Regions from separate parts of the Sus scrofa genome. Here all the other regions are linked to region 2. The links are chromatin contacts, called in public Hi-C and promoter capture Hi-C maps. All regions are on one chromosome and are shown on one strand. Each heading gives the region's core, a stretch centred on a gene start, on an enhancer-like site or on the middle of the called end of the contact. The rest is flanking DNA. Distances are from core to core; before and after follow the strand shown. Region 1 holds the start of TSC22D1 (TSC22 domain family protein 1). Region 2 holds the start of LOC102159419. Region 3 holds the start of GTF2F2 (general transcription factor IIF subunit 2).

Evidence for each region. Promoter capture Hi-C pulls out the DNA fragments that hold promoters and counts their contacts. A called contact is a pair of places that touch in the nucleus more often than the background predicts.
Region 1: a promoter capture Hi-C map of liver shows a contact between it and region 2, with 6 times the contacts expected there. The contact joins the promoter of TSC22D1 here to the promoter of LOC102159419 in region 2. A contact is called at or near these places in 2 of 5 promoter capture datasets (fetal skeletal muscle and liver), 4 of 47 Hi-C or Micro-C datasets (embryonic fibroblasts, heart right ventricle, liver and 1 more) and 2 of 2 datasets of contacts at active chromatin or transcription factors (alveolar macrophages and skeletal muscle).
Region 3: a Hi-C map of skeletal muscle shows a contact between it and region 2, with 5 times the contacts expected there. The contact joins the promoter of GTF2F2 here to the promoter of LOC102159419 in region 2. A contact is called at or near these places in 2 of 47 Hi-C or Micro-C datasets (heart right ventricle and skeletal muscle).

Annotation. Positions count from the first base shown.
Region 1 is chr11:22,515,447-22,520,395 of Sscrofa11.1, forward strand. It overlaps TSC22D1 (TSC22 domain family protein 1), which reads left to right and starts at 3,346. Exons shown (of 3, transcript XM_021065612.1): 1 at 3,346-4,949. The coding sequence starts at 4,627. It overlaps LOC100523690 (atherin-like), which reads right to left and starts at 4,433. Exons shown (of 4, transcript XM_021065395.1): 1 at 3,477-4,433. The coding sequence starts at 4,433.
Region 2 is chr11:22,322,313-22,326,665 of Sscrofa11.1, forward strand. It overlaps LOC102159419, which reads right to left and starts at 2,534. Exons shown (of 3, transcript XM_021065393.1): 1 at 2,388-2,534; 2 at 1,226-2,286. The coding sequence starts at 2,534. The coding sequence ends at 1,573. TRNAE-UUC (a tRNA gene) reads left to right here and starts at 2,527; the gene lies at 2,527-2,598.
Region 3 is chr11:22,142,365-22,146,916 of Sscrofa11.1, forward strand. It overlaps GTF2F2 (general transcription factor IIF subunit 2), which reads right to left and starts at 2,557. Exons shown (of 8, transcript NM_001243628.1): 1 at 2,333-2,557. The coding sequence starts at 2,398.

The DNA.
Region 1 (4,949 bases), core at 2,096-4,595, 190 kb after region 2:
TGAATGAAAAGTTTCAAAACAAGTATTTTGTGCAAGTTACAAAAGTCAAAGAGCACATGCTACCCTCGTCTTATTTAAAGAATTCTCTAGAGCACAAATTGATTTATAAACATTCTGTAATATCCCTGGGTATAAATTTCATATATCAAAATGTATGACTTTTCTCATGTTTATAATGCATCATAAAAATATTTGACTTTTTTTTTTTTTTTGGATGACATTTAAAAGTTACAGATAAGTACTACTGCATGACTGGTTAGCCAGAATAGTTCCTGGAGTGGATCAGTGGCATATTTTCTGCACACATTTTTCTTTAATACTTGTCTTTGCATTCTAAGTGGGAGTATTCCCTTCCTGTACTTGATTTTAAATAGTGATCTATTTCACAGTTCTCAAAAATAAGTAAACTGTGTTATGATGACCAGGAAGTTTTCTACTTCACAATAGGAAAAACACTAAACATAGCTAAATATACATGCTAGTTTGCCGTATCACCGTTAATGAGATTTAAGTGAACACTGGACTATGGACTAATCTTTTTGTCAATAGAGAGTAATTCAGAACTGCACCTTCAGAATGCAAACAGGTGCAATGCAGACAAAGGATAACTTCAAGGGCTGGGTGTAAAGGAGTTAAGGACTTCATTGCATATGCCAAGAGGCATTTGACATCAATATATATAAAAAAAATCCAGACTTTGAAAATGAAAAGGTGGTAATATGATAACACCTGGTTGTTCAAGTGCTTCTGCTTGTTTTTAGGGACTTATATCTATGTACTGCAGGTCATAGATAGGTTGGCAACTGGAGAAAAGAGAGAGAGGGAGAGAGACGATTTTTTCAAACTCAGGTTTCCGCAACTGCAGAGTTGCTCTTCCTACCTCAGTGGAACTTAATGCAGCCTAACCAGGAATTTGAGGTGAAATGGCCAATAAAAGGGAAATACATTTCAAAAGACCGTATTTTCTTATATCTTACCTCATGTCTTGCGTTATCCTGGAAAAGTTAAAACAACAACAACTTTCTTTTAAAAGAAATAAGATGTCCACCCTCTGAGCATCAAAACAGCCCACAACACAATACTCATCACCACTGGGTATCAGAAGTATCTGCTTTTACAGGATTATCACAATGACTCATTCTGTAACTATGGAAGACTTTATTATACGTGTTTCTTCTGCTTGGAAGCCTATCAGCACAATCACAGTGGGTATTTAGGTGGCCCAAGGGGTGCTGGGTTGTTGCTTGGGTTAATTTAAAACTTTGACCTAAGGCAACATTTGGGGAGATCGAGCACATTTTCTTTCACAGTGTAGCTCAGAGAAGCACTTTTTTGCCTTTGTACATTCCATTGCAGTTTTAACTCGTGAGGATATGTTCTCTTTTCCATTCAAAAACTGTTGGAAAAGCATGTCAGAGTTGCATTTCAACCACGGATGGTGGCTATGAACCAGCTGTGTTACTTGCAACAAAAGCTATTGTAGTATTAAAAAGAGAAATGATTATTTGTGTAAAATACACAAATGGCCAGTTATGTAAAAAAAAAAAAAATCCATGTATGAATTCATGAATATCATAAAACAAGTTCGATCTTTTCAAATGTATTTGATTTTTACCACCATATCACTTGCAATGTTTTGAACACCTACTTTATACCTAGCCCGGAGCTCCACACTAAAAACACCTACTCCTCCTTTTGGGTTTAGTTCTGGGAGTCCCCTGCCACAAAAGATCAAAATTTTGATACAGGCTATACAAGGATGTTGAGGATGTGTTTTTATATAAGAATATAACAACAGTGATACTCCTAACCTTTGGGGGATGGAATGAGGGGAAAAGTTGAGAGAAACCTAAAGGTAACATGTTGAATCACCAATGAGGCGTCTATGGAAACCCTGCCGTCTACTTTTTACCAAGCTCCTGAAACAGGACTGTAGATCCGTTAGTCTGTGAGATTTAATGAATCAGAGGTCTAACCCTAAACGTTTAGTTCCTCAACAACCTAAGTAGAAAAAAAAAACCTTTCTCTCTAAGGTTTTCCACATTACTTTGCTGTGTTTTAATTCCTGGGCGAGATGTACGGCTCTCAGTAGTAAAAACTGCTTAGAACTAGAATGTTTTGACATGTAATGCCAGGGAAGCAACTTCCAGTAAATTGCCTCCAATCAAAGCTAACATTGCTTCTGTAGAACTATGCTCGGACCCATGCAGGATTTTGTTTTTATTTTGTTTATGTTTTTAAACTTGAATCGCAGATGGTTTTCTTTCTTTTCTACCTCTAAAAGGTAGTATTCATTTATCACAGCACTTGTATTGCCACAAAGACTAGGCCACTTTGTCTTTTAGGTCAAACCTGCAGGGGCTACAGCCTGGACAATTAAACTAGAAGATATCCCGGTTGGAGGTAAGCTCCACCTGTTGAGATCGGTTATTTACTAGGCTGGGCTGCTGCATCCCTCCAGGAAACAATGGCTTGCAAACGCTCCCCTCTCTAGAGAAGAGCCTAGGCATTTAACTGCAAACAGCTGCAACATCTGCCCGGCTGGCTCGTCCCTGCCCGTCGAAGGACGAGGGGACCGCACGGCAGCAGCAACTGCACCGCACAAAAGGGAGCGCCTATCCTGAGGAGCCACCGGCCTTCCGCGACCCCGCAGCACCAGGCTGGGGCATCCTCCGAGGGGGCGAGGGCGGCGAGGGCCGGGGGCGAGCCCAGGTGTGGCGAAGGGGAGGAGGGCTTCGCCACGCGCCGAAGAAGAAAGCCTGACTCATGTCGTGGCGGCGGCGGACTCCTGGGAACTGAAACTCGTGATGCTGTTGCTGCGGAGAAAAGCCTCATTACCCATTCCGCAGGCGGGGGGACACCACCCAGGGCGCGTACACCCGAGACCCGGGGCTCCAGCGGCCTCCGCCAGCCCCTCCCCACCGCGCCCCCTCTCCTGCCGCGTGCCCGCGCGCGCGCGCCGGCCGCGTGTGAAAAAGGAGCGGACACACCTAACCTGCGCGCGCCCCGTACCCGGCCCCACCCCCATCAGGCAGAATCTCTCCGGCCGACCCGGATTCGCTCCCCCGGCCGAAACTCCCCACCCCCGCCGCCGGCGGCGGCTTCGGCGCCTCCGCCAGCCTTCGGCAATTTCCGCCGAGACACCCGGAGCTCGGAGAGGCCCGAAGACCCGCCGCCAGATCCGGCTTTATGGCTGCGGCCCTCGGGGCGCATGCGCAGACGCCATCTTCCCTCCTTCTCCTCAGCCTGCCCCCTCCCCCCGCCACCGCCACCGCCTCCTCTCGCCGGCGGTCGCCCCTCCTCCTTCTGCGCTCGGGCGCTGGTCCCTCCTCTGCCGATGCCGCGAGAGACTCGCGGATACGGTGGAGCCGGAGAAGAGCACTAGTAACAACCACCGCAGCCCCCTCCCCGCCCGCCGCCCTCCCTCGGCAGCCACCCACTCACCCGCCCTGTTCGCCGACACCGACCAACCCCACCTCTCGTTCCTTTGAACGGCGTCGGCTGCAGTCGCTGCACCAGCCTGTCTGGCCACCAACGCCGCCGAGAAAGGAGTCGTCGCCGCTGCCTGCGGCCCCCTCCTGCCTGGGCCGCGGGAGCAGCGGGGTGAGGACGAGCCGGCTGCGGAGGAAGAGGACGAGAAGCGGCTCGCACCGTCGGCGCTTAGCGCACGTCCCGCCGCCCTTCGGGGAGGCTCGGGCGCCGGCCCCTTCCTCCCCCAGGACGTGTGCCGAGCCGAGGCGCCTGCCCGGAGGGAGGAAAATGCTCGGGCTCCATGGCTGCCAGTGATGGAGCGGTCCCTGGGCTCCCGCTGCCACCGCCGCCGCCGCGCCCCTGCCGTGCTCCGCGAGGACCCGGCGTCTCTGCGCGCCCGCCCGCGCCTCGTTGCTGGGCTCACCGTACCGGGCGCCCCGCCGCCGCCCCGCTCCGAGCCTCGCCGCGCCGGCCCCAGCCGCGGCCAGCGTTTCCTCAGGGAGCAGCAGCCGCCGCGAGCCCAGGGGGTTTGAAAGGGTCCGCGGGGCGTGGGGGGAGGGCCGAGCGGGGCCGGCGGGGCTGGGAGGGGAGGTTTGAGCGACACTGAGCTCGGGGCTCGCCGGCGGCGGCGGCGCTGGGGGTGGCGAGGGGAAGGCGACACTCGCTCGGCGCTGCCTTCGTGCAGAGCCACCGGGAGGGTTTTGCAGCGGCCGCCGCCGCCGCTGCGGCGGGAGGAGGGGTGGAGGTGGCTTCGGAGTTGTCCGGAGAAGGTGGGCATTTCTCGGCTTTCCCGCCCCCTCCCCTAGCCTCCCCCCTCCCTTGCTCTCCCCCTCCCTCCCGCCCCGCACCCCACGTGAAGCGGAATATAAAGGGGGGTGTGAGGCTAGAGGGGAAAGTGAATGGTGAAGGGCTGAAGGGGTACCCCCTTCGGGTCCTCGGCCGCCCTGTTCACCCTCGTTCATCCTCCCTTCCCGAAGCTCGCCCTCGAAGGCAGCAGCGGCCGGCGCCCTCGGCTGAGGAGGAGTAGGAGGAGAAGGAGGAATCGCGCCGGGTGGAGCATCAGGTCCCGTTTTCCTCCCCGGGCGTCTTGAACACAAAGATTACGGTGCAGAAGGAAATTGCTCGCGCCTCCTCCGCCCCCCGGTCCCCAACACAATGCACCAGCCGCCCGAGTCCACCGCCGCCGCGGCCGCGGCCGCTGCAGACATTAGTGCTAGGAAGATGGCGCACCCGGCAATGTTCCCTCGAAGGGGCAGTGGCGGTGGCAGCGCCTCTGCTCTCAGTGCAGCAGGTACCGGCGTTGGTAGTAGTGCCCCATCTTCCGAGGATTTTCCGCCTCCGTCGCTGCTCCAGCCGCCACCTCCTGTAGCATCTTCTCTGTCGGGACCACAGCCTCCGCCTCCACAAAGCCTGAACCTCCTTTCGCAGGCTCAGCTGCAGGCACAGCCTCTTGCACCAGGCGGAACCCAGATGAAAAA
Region 2 (4,353 bases), core at 1,284-3,783:
TTAGAGGCCACTGATGGCCTCCTGGGAGACCCTGTCCAAGGGGTCCAAGCAGGGAAGCCCCTGATGAACGCATAGAGAACCACTGAGAAAAAAGAGCCCTAAAACATGTTCAGGCCCAGAAAGCCAGAAACTGACTTCTGACAGTACCAGTCCAGTCCAGTCCAGTCAGAAGTTCCCATCCCCCTTTCTCTTGCCCTCCCTTACTCCAACCTTGGACGGCCTTGGAACTCTGAAGGGAGGAAGACCAAGATCAAAATGAGAAATGGATCACACCCCTCTATTGGGACAGCAGGGTAAATATTTAACCTGTGTTGCTAAATAGCATACTATTTTTTTTTTTTAGGGTCACACCCATGCCATATGGAAATACCCAGACTAGAGGTCAAATCAGAGCCACAGCTACCAGCCTAGGCCACAGCCACATCAATGCCAGATCTGAGCCAGAGTCTGCAACCTACACCACCGCTCACCGCAATGTGGGATCCTTAACCCACGGAGTGAGGCCAGGGATCAAACCTGCATCCTCTGAGTCACAATGAGAACTCCCAGAACACTTTTTTTTTTTTTTTTAACTGCAAAAAAGCCGTGCCTTGGAGTATCTGCCTATTTCTGGGGTGTAAATACTCTCCCAGCAAGGCCATCTCAGGCTACCAATGTGATGTCACCCAATATAGGGTTAGAAAGAGAAGCCTGCAGTTAGACAATGTGATCTGGTGGGAGCCCGATTCAGCTCACCGCTGTTCATAGCCTGAAGTGATACCCAAGATGGAGCAGTGGGGGAGAACCATCTGGAATGAAGATGGAATTGCTGAAAAGTGCATTGTCCTGGACTGTGCTTTATTATTTAAGGTGACCATAGGGTTTTCTGTTCCTGCTCAAATTCTCATCCATGCCAAGGAAAAAGAGGAACACATTTCGGTTTGGGAGACGAAAGAAAAGTTGCATTTTGGTTATATCCCAAGGATGGTGCCTGTCCAATGTATGGGTTACACCGGGAACTTTTGTCTTTAAAACTGGTAAGATACATTTTAAAAAGAATTACCAAGTGGAAATACAGAACTGAAAGGTATAGGTGAAATCTCGGCCCCCAGACCGAGAACCGCAGTCGTAGGATGTCCTCCAGAGAAAGGCAGCTGGCTCACTGATTAAAAAACAAACAAGTGAAACTGTTCAAAAATGCAAAGATAGTACAGGAAGTACCCGCCCAAACTCGAGTAAGACCTACCTCATACTATGAAGATTAAATGAGCAAACGAATGTGAACGTGTCTCATACACACAGTAGGTTTGCAGCCAGCAAGTTGTGGTCTTCCTCCAGAGCTTCGCGAAGTTTCAATGGTGTTGGCCTCTCCCTTAGGGGAGCTTGATTTGTGTGAATACATGTCGAAGTCGTTTCTATTTCAGGGCTTTTTCCACCCCTGCTCTCCTGTTGCCGAATGTCACACGGAGGCCTTAAGAGAACCTCAGTCAGGGGCAGATCGAGAACTTTCGAAGACCCTTGGGCAGGTGGGGCCAGAGGGGGGAGTAAAGGAGAACCAGAACCAGCTTTTAACCAGGCTCCAAAGGGTCCAGCTCAAGTGAAAACAACTTCTGTGTGGTTTAAGCCACCACGAGGACACCGGGACCAGAGCTCTCCCACGCGGGCTGGCCCAACAACTGGTTCTTTGCGCTTCCTAATCCCCGCAGCCGCCTCTAAGGCAGAAGCTGCGCCGGAGGGATGCTGCTTCCGGCCGCGGCCGGGCTGGGGAACCGCGGGGAACCTTCCATCAGTCATGCCTGCTGGCAGGGAGGGACATGCTCCAGTTCTTAAATCTACCTTCACAAACCACCTTCGTCTACTTTCAGGGACACAAAGCCCGCCTTTTGCCGTTGAGTCAACAGAACCTGGAAAGTTCCAGGCTTCCAGGCAGCCCTCGCTCCGGTTTCTTGAGGGCAAAGAGACACTCTCTGGGGACGGGATGGGGCCGGCATAGCGCGGCGAAGAGAGACAGACGCCCGGGCGCTGAGGACACCCAGGCTTTGAGGCCCAGTGGTCGGGGGCGCACAGCCGGCGCGTGGCCGGGCGCGCGGGTCTGCCCGAGGGCACAGAGGCGAGCCTGCTGCCCTCGGAGCCGCGGCCGGGAGGCTGGTCAGCGGCCGCCAGAGACCGGGCGCCCAGCCCACTGCGGTCTCTTTTCACGGCTCCACACGGCACTTGTTTCTTATTAATGAGTCTACATTCCAAACCCCCGTCCTTCGGTGCTCTGCCGGATTTCTTGTGAGGAATTGTGAATAATGACTCATCAGCCTACAGTCTACACCGGTGTATACGCGGTGTCTAGAATGAGGAGCCTGGAAGAGACCTGAAAAGACGCCAACGTGAGGAGAAAAAGAGATTCGACTCTTCACCTCAAGGCTCCACAGGATAACGCGGACCCGAGGCGTTCCCGCATGCGCAGAAGCGGGTCTGACACAGAGGGCTGGGCGGGGCAAGAGGCAATCAGGCGGAAGACTCAATCTGTCTAGATTGGCAGGCGTGTTCGTCGTCTCCCACATGGTCTAGCGGTTAGGATTCCTGGTTTTCACCCAGGCGGCCCGGGTTCGACTCCCGGTGTGGGAACGCCAGTACTTCCTTTTTGAAAAGTAACCAACAGCAACCCAACTCAAGTTCCTCTTAACTAGGGAAAGATTAGTCTTTTCGGTAAACGGTATAACCTCATTTTAGGGCAGCCAGGAGAGACTGAGGCTGAAGACTCAGGCTGTTCCCTGGATCCGGCATGGGCACACAGCCCACACAAACCCAGTCCGGTCCTGGAGCCGGAGAGGAGGAAGTTAACTTGGACTTGGACCGTGCCAGATTAGCTTTTGAAATGTTGCTTACATCTCAGGAGCCTTGAGCCAGCCATCCTGTGCTAAGATAAATGTTTCAGCTGATTTTTCTGCGTAATTTCTCTTTGTACTATGAATAGGAGCCAAACGACCAAAAAGTGCTCTTCTTTGAAAGAAAAAAGAAAAGACACATTGTAGGACATTGCAGGGCTTTTAAACTGCCGAAAGCCATCCGTTCCTTCGAGAACGACAGCAAGGTTTTTCTGAAAAGAAGTATTATTGAGGGCAAAGGAGGTCAGTGTACAATCTATTGGGTTTCACTAAACCAGTTATTGGGGGGGGCAGGGGGCAGGGAGGAAGAAAAGAAAATTAGGTTATTACAAATATTGAAGAGCGAGGCAATGGCAAAAAAACCACTTTCTTCTCACGCCCTAACATATTTATTTGACACATTCTGTTTTAAAAACGTCAAGAATTCATGATATGCTCAATAAGATCTCTAGAATTAGAAATCTTAGTACTGATGTGTGACCAGTTTCCAACTGTTTCCCAAATAAGTGCATCTTTTGCTGGCATAGTTTATCTCTCTTACCTCTCCAAACATTTGCCATTAGGGAAAACCTCCAGGCATTTAGAAGCCGCACTCTTTCCCATTGGTGTTGAACTGTTTGAAACTCCCCCAGTTTGTTCCCAGACTGCCATTAACACTGAGGAATGACTGTGAAAAAGACTTGGCATCCAAAGGACTTTGAAATTTCCTCTCTTTTTAAAGTCCTTCGGGATTTTAAGGGACAGAAAAATGTCATCCTTCATGAGAAAAATGCTAAGCTAAATAGATGCTTATTCAGAATTCCTAATACAGAGCTTGGAGCAGAAACTGATCATCAGCAGGTACTCTGCATTTATTGAATTGAGTGGGACAGGATTGATAGGAAAATTAAAAGCCTAATCACAATAATACTACTTATTGAGCACATGCTATGAACTAGGCTAAATGTTTTACATACCTTTTTAAATTCGATCTTTATTTTGTTATTAGATAATATTATTATGCCTCTATCAGCCAGGAGCCCAGTAGGAAACTGATGACATTCTTAGCAGAGTTTAATAACAGGACTATTTATGATTTAACCACAAAAAATTATGCAGTCCTCAGGGCTCCCGGGACTAAAATGAGGAAAGAGGAGTTCCCTGGTGGCCTACCTGTTAAAAATCTGATGTTGTCATTGCTCTGGCACTGGTTCTATCCCTGGCCCAGGAACTTCTGCACGTGGATGGGCAAGGCCAAAACAACAACAACAAAAATCCCCAAACTAAAATAAAATGAGCAAGGAGAGGAAGGGTAGTTGATGGACAAGGCTGCCACTTAGGAGCTATGTTTTTTGTTTGTTGTTTTAAAACTTTCTTTCATATGGCAAGTGAGTTCCATTCACGTGAAGGTTGTTAAATAAACTCATCCTATGTACTGTTCATTTCCATAAAATAGATTTGTGGCCTCACAAAATTTGACAAAAGTTTCTTTTGGATGCAAATGATACTTAAGAGC
Region 3 (4,552 bases), core at 1,307-3,806, 180 kb before region 2:
GCAAGGGCAGGGACCGAACCCGCAACCTCATGGTTCCTAGTCGGATTCGTTAACCACTGAGCCACGACGGGAACTCCTTTCCTAGCAATTCTTATCCTCTTTCAGAGGCAAAGTTTGTCAAAGGACAAAAACTGGTTAAAAAAAAAAAAGAAAAAAAAAAGAAAAACTTCTTTCACACCCTGGAAAGATGCAGTAATTGCAAGCCTGTTATTTTCTTTGATATGTAAGTTTAGAAAAAGAAATACTACATGCCAAATTGATAGGAGGAAACAATGATATTGCAAGAAATAAACAAAACATTACAACTACCTTCACGAAACAGAACAAATCAATGGTTTGAGCTGAGGTGTTTTTAAAGTGGTAAAATGTAGTCTAATGGCCAAATATAACACTTAAATTTCTTAAGCTCATTTTCAATTCATTACATTCTTTCACATACTCCTTCACTCAGTCATCATATCCTGACAACTTTTTGCTGGAGAAATTTCCCTAACTTCTCAGACCTAACTATCAAATGCCTATGAGCCTGTGACAATTATCTAATTTTAACTAGTTATCTTCCCCTCAAGCTTTTTTTTTTTTTTCCTAAAACAATCATGTGCCTCCCTGTTTTACTTAAAACCCTCCAAAAGGTCCCTCACTTCTGGTAGAGCTAAGACATCTCCATCTCCCAGTGTGACATTATGAGTATATGGTCCCAATCCTCTCCTCCAGGCGCAGTGATCTCTGTTTTCCAGGACACACCATCTTACTGGGCATTTTCACTCCTGGATTTTGGTTCCACTCGCCATGGTATACTACAGAGATACCATGGGTGGCCTCGGTTCAACGAACCAACTCTCTGGAAGGCAAACACCAAATTTGTTGAGCATTTTATGGTGCTCCAAGCCCGAACACATCATCTCAAGCTTCACCATTTTTTTAAGCTCTAAGTCTCCAACAGACATCTCCTCCCTAATGATTCCCCTCCACCTGGTAGGCAGGAGAAAAGAGACACTTACTCCATCAGTTTACATGGTACTGATATAGCTGTGACAGGTCAAATGAATGCCAGAGCCTAAAGCTAGGCTTGAGGAGTTCCCTCATTCATTCATCACGTATCTACTGAACTATTACTATGTGTCAAATACAATTCTGGGTGTGACAGGCAAGGATCCTAGTCTCCTGAAATGGTACTGTGTGTGTGCTAATCAAAGGGAGGTAAACAACACTGAACACAGACACACTTAAGACTCTGACAAGTGCTCTGAAGACTATAACACAGGTTTAATATGCTGGTGAATAAAAGAGATTTAAGACAGATAAACAGGAAGGGCCGCTCACATTTAACTGATGAGAACTCAGTCATGTGATCAAAGTCTAAAAAAATTTAGGAGTTCCTTCTGTGGCAGAACAGGATCGGTGGCATCCTGGGAGTGCTGGGAAGCAGGTTCGATCCCAGGCCCAGCACAGTGGGTTAGGGAGCCAGCATTGCTTCAGCTGCGGTTCAGGTTGCAACTGCAATTCGGATCTGATTCCTGGAACTCCATACGCCGCGGGGTGGCCAAAAATGAAAATAAGTAAAAAGTAAAATAAATGAATACATTTAACAAACCAAAGATTTCCCTACATCTCATTTCAGTTTCAAAGACTGTCATCATCACACTTTGAACACACATGCCTTATGAAACCCTCCTAAGAGACAACACTCTCCAATATGCAAAAGTAAAGTACAAATACTTTGCTAAGGGCTAAGTGCTCTCTTTACAAAAAAAAATAATTGACAATTAGTTTTTAGGAGATCCAGTTGTACTCTAAAAGAACTCTCCAGTCCATGGCCTCTTCTTCCTTGAATTCAGAGCTCTCTCAGCTCTCCTGAGAACTCCACAACAGCCATCAACCTAAAAGAACACTTTAGGGGTACGCAGGGGTCAGTTCTACCCAATGGCTGCAAAAAAAAACTGTACAAGAAGCAGACACCCAACTTCCTTACACAGACTGATAACTAAAATCAGTTTCACCAAGAAAAGACGCAGAAATTCTTCAGTATAGGGTAAAAAATACATCGGTCACATTGAGGGAACATCAAGATAGGGTCCCGAAAAAAACAGGTTATGGGGAAAGGAGATCCATCACAAGCAGGTTCAGACTCCTAATTGGCTAAAAGGTATCGGGCGTCCCTCAACTAATTTCCTTGTCTGCAAACGAGCGTAACAAGGAATCCTGCCTCTCAATAAGCGAAGATCTAACGAGACGACCGTAAAGAAGTTTAAAAGGTACACGGCGTGGGACAGTCTCAAGTCACTTCAACTACTTTAAGGAGGAGCACAAGCAGGAGCCGCGCAAACCTTACCTTGACCAGCCACACTCCAGTGTTCTGTTTGGCGCCCGTGAGGTCGAGTTCCCCGCGCTCAGCCATGGGTCTGTCGCCAGCGGAGGCGTACAAACCTGAGCAGCGGCCCCGGGAGCTGGGTGAACTGCGGGGCGAACGACCGGAGCACAGGGAAGGCCGCGAATGGGAAGCGGTGCAGAGTCGGCGTCCACCGACCGACCGGGATGCCGGGAGCCCCAGGAAAAGAGGAACACGCCGCCAGGAGTCGAGAATTGCGCATGCGCGCCGCTACCGTCACTACGGCGCGCTGCTGCGGACAAATTTCCTGAGAGGGCGCCTGCTTGAGTGGGCGTGGCTACTGCTGCTGCTGCTGCTGCTGTTGGCTGTGCCAGAGTGTTTAAAACACAGGAAAGGATGGGCGGAAACGTCAACAATACAGATCAGTAAAGATCACGTCAGTGTAACTGAAAATGGAAGGTGTCAAAACAGAAAAATGGAGTTCAGAGAGACAAAGGCTGTCAGTATATGTCCAACCCTGGCCATGGTGAGAGAGACAGCATTTGGAGGCCAGGGTAGTAATAAAGTGAATTAGCACAGCGGTCTCAATTGAAAGGCTACCCTGCGCACCTCCATTTAAACAAGCAGAGCACAACCCCTTCAGACTCCAAAACCCAAAGCCCTGTGATTAGATCAATGACAAGGGACATGTAACAGACAAATCTGATTGTTACACTCCCCTGCTTAAAGAGTCTTGCCTCTAGAACAAAATTCAATCCTCTCCACACAGGCCCTGTCAGTTTCATCCCTGCCACTCAATTCACCAGACATCCAACCACACTTAACCCATCAGACCTCTCCAGACACATCAGCATGCTCCTCAATTATTTCAGGGCCTCTATACACTGGATTCCCTTTACTCAGATGCCCTCTTCTTCCTTTACCCTTATTCTCACCCTTGAATTCTGATTGGCAGACTCCTACTTAGGTGTCAAGACTAATGGAAATCTCACTGCCTCTGAGAGCTTTTATCAACTCCCCCAGAGGAAGTTCATTTTCCTTCACATCAGAAAGAAGGGTGTGATACTTACCACAATGCACTATTATATACATGTTTACATGCTGCCTTTGCTTTCTAGACTCTGAGCTCATCCTAGGCAGATAAAGTGTTTTATTCATTTTTTATTAACAGCATCTAACACAGTGCTGACACCTTGTCAGATTTCAATAGGCTTTGGCTGCTGAATGAACATTTGCTGGAAGAAACAAACAGTAAGATATTGTAAGAATGGCCCAAAAAAAATGTGCTGAATCCCTCATCAGAGTTATACACATAATTTAAAAAGTTCTGTGTCTGTGCAGCATAGGGCTGGGAAAAGCTGTCAAGTCTTTGAGATTAGCTGGGAAAACCAATAGGAAAAAAAGGGAGATCAGGCATGTATTGAAAGGGAAGATTGCATTCTTATGTCACAGCTTGGGAAACAGCCTCAAAACATATAAAGGACAAGTGGATAACGAGACTGCCTTAAGCTTTGATCAAATAGAAGGAATAAACTGAAATAGGAGACCATGAGAGAAGAGGATTAACATAGCCTAGATCACCCTAGTAATGAGCTTTAAAGTAAAACATAGGCATTGACCTATAGTTTATGGGAATCCTTAAAAGGTGTGTGTGTGTGTTTGTGTGTTTACAGGGGTTAAGAGAGAATAAATGACTAAAGAAGAAGGAACACCTAGAGAAGAAAAGAAAAAGTGAGGATATCAAAATGATTATATAAGGAAGAAGAAAAAAAGAGCAATTGATTGAGCACCCCATCCTCATACACTATAGAACAAAGAACACACTTCTCCTATCTGTCCTTTTCCAATCTCCTGCCAGCTTGAAGAGGATGCTTACAAGCTGTGAGAGAAAAAGAGGGCTCCATGAAGCAGACTCACAGGTTTACTCCGGACACCAGAATAACAGATATTGCAGCCAGATCCTTCACCCTCCCAAGGGCCTACTGTAGCCTGATATAGATAATTTGGGCCTGATCCAGCTTTATGTTCCTTCTGCCATGATCCCAAACCCTTAATATCCATCCTCACACAGTTCCCTGGATTTCTGCTCGTGGTCACTTAGGCAGATCCAGTGCAGATACTGTAGGTATCATTACTACCCAAACATGCCATCAGTGGTCTCTTTATCCTGGAAATAGAGTCATTAGCATCTGTTTTATTTATTTATTTTAATTAATTAATTAA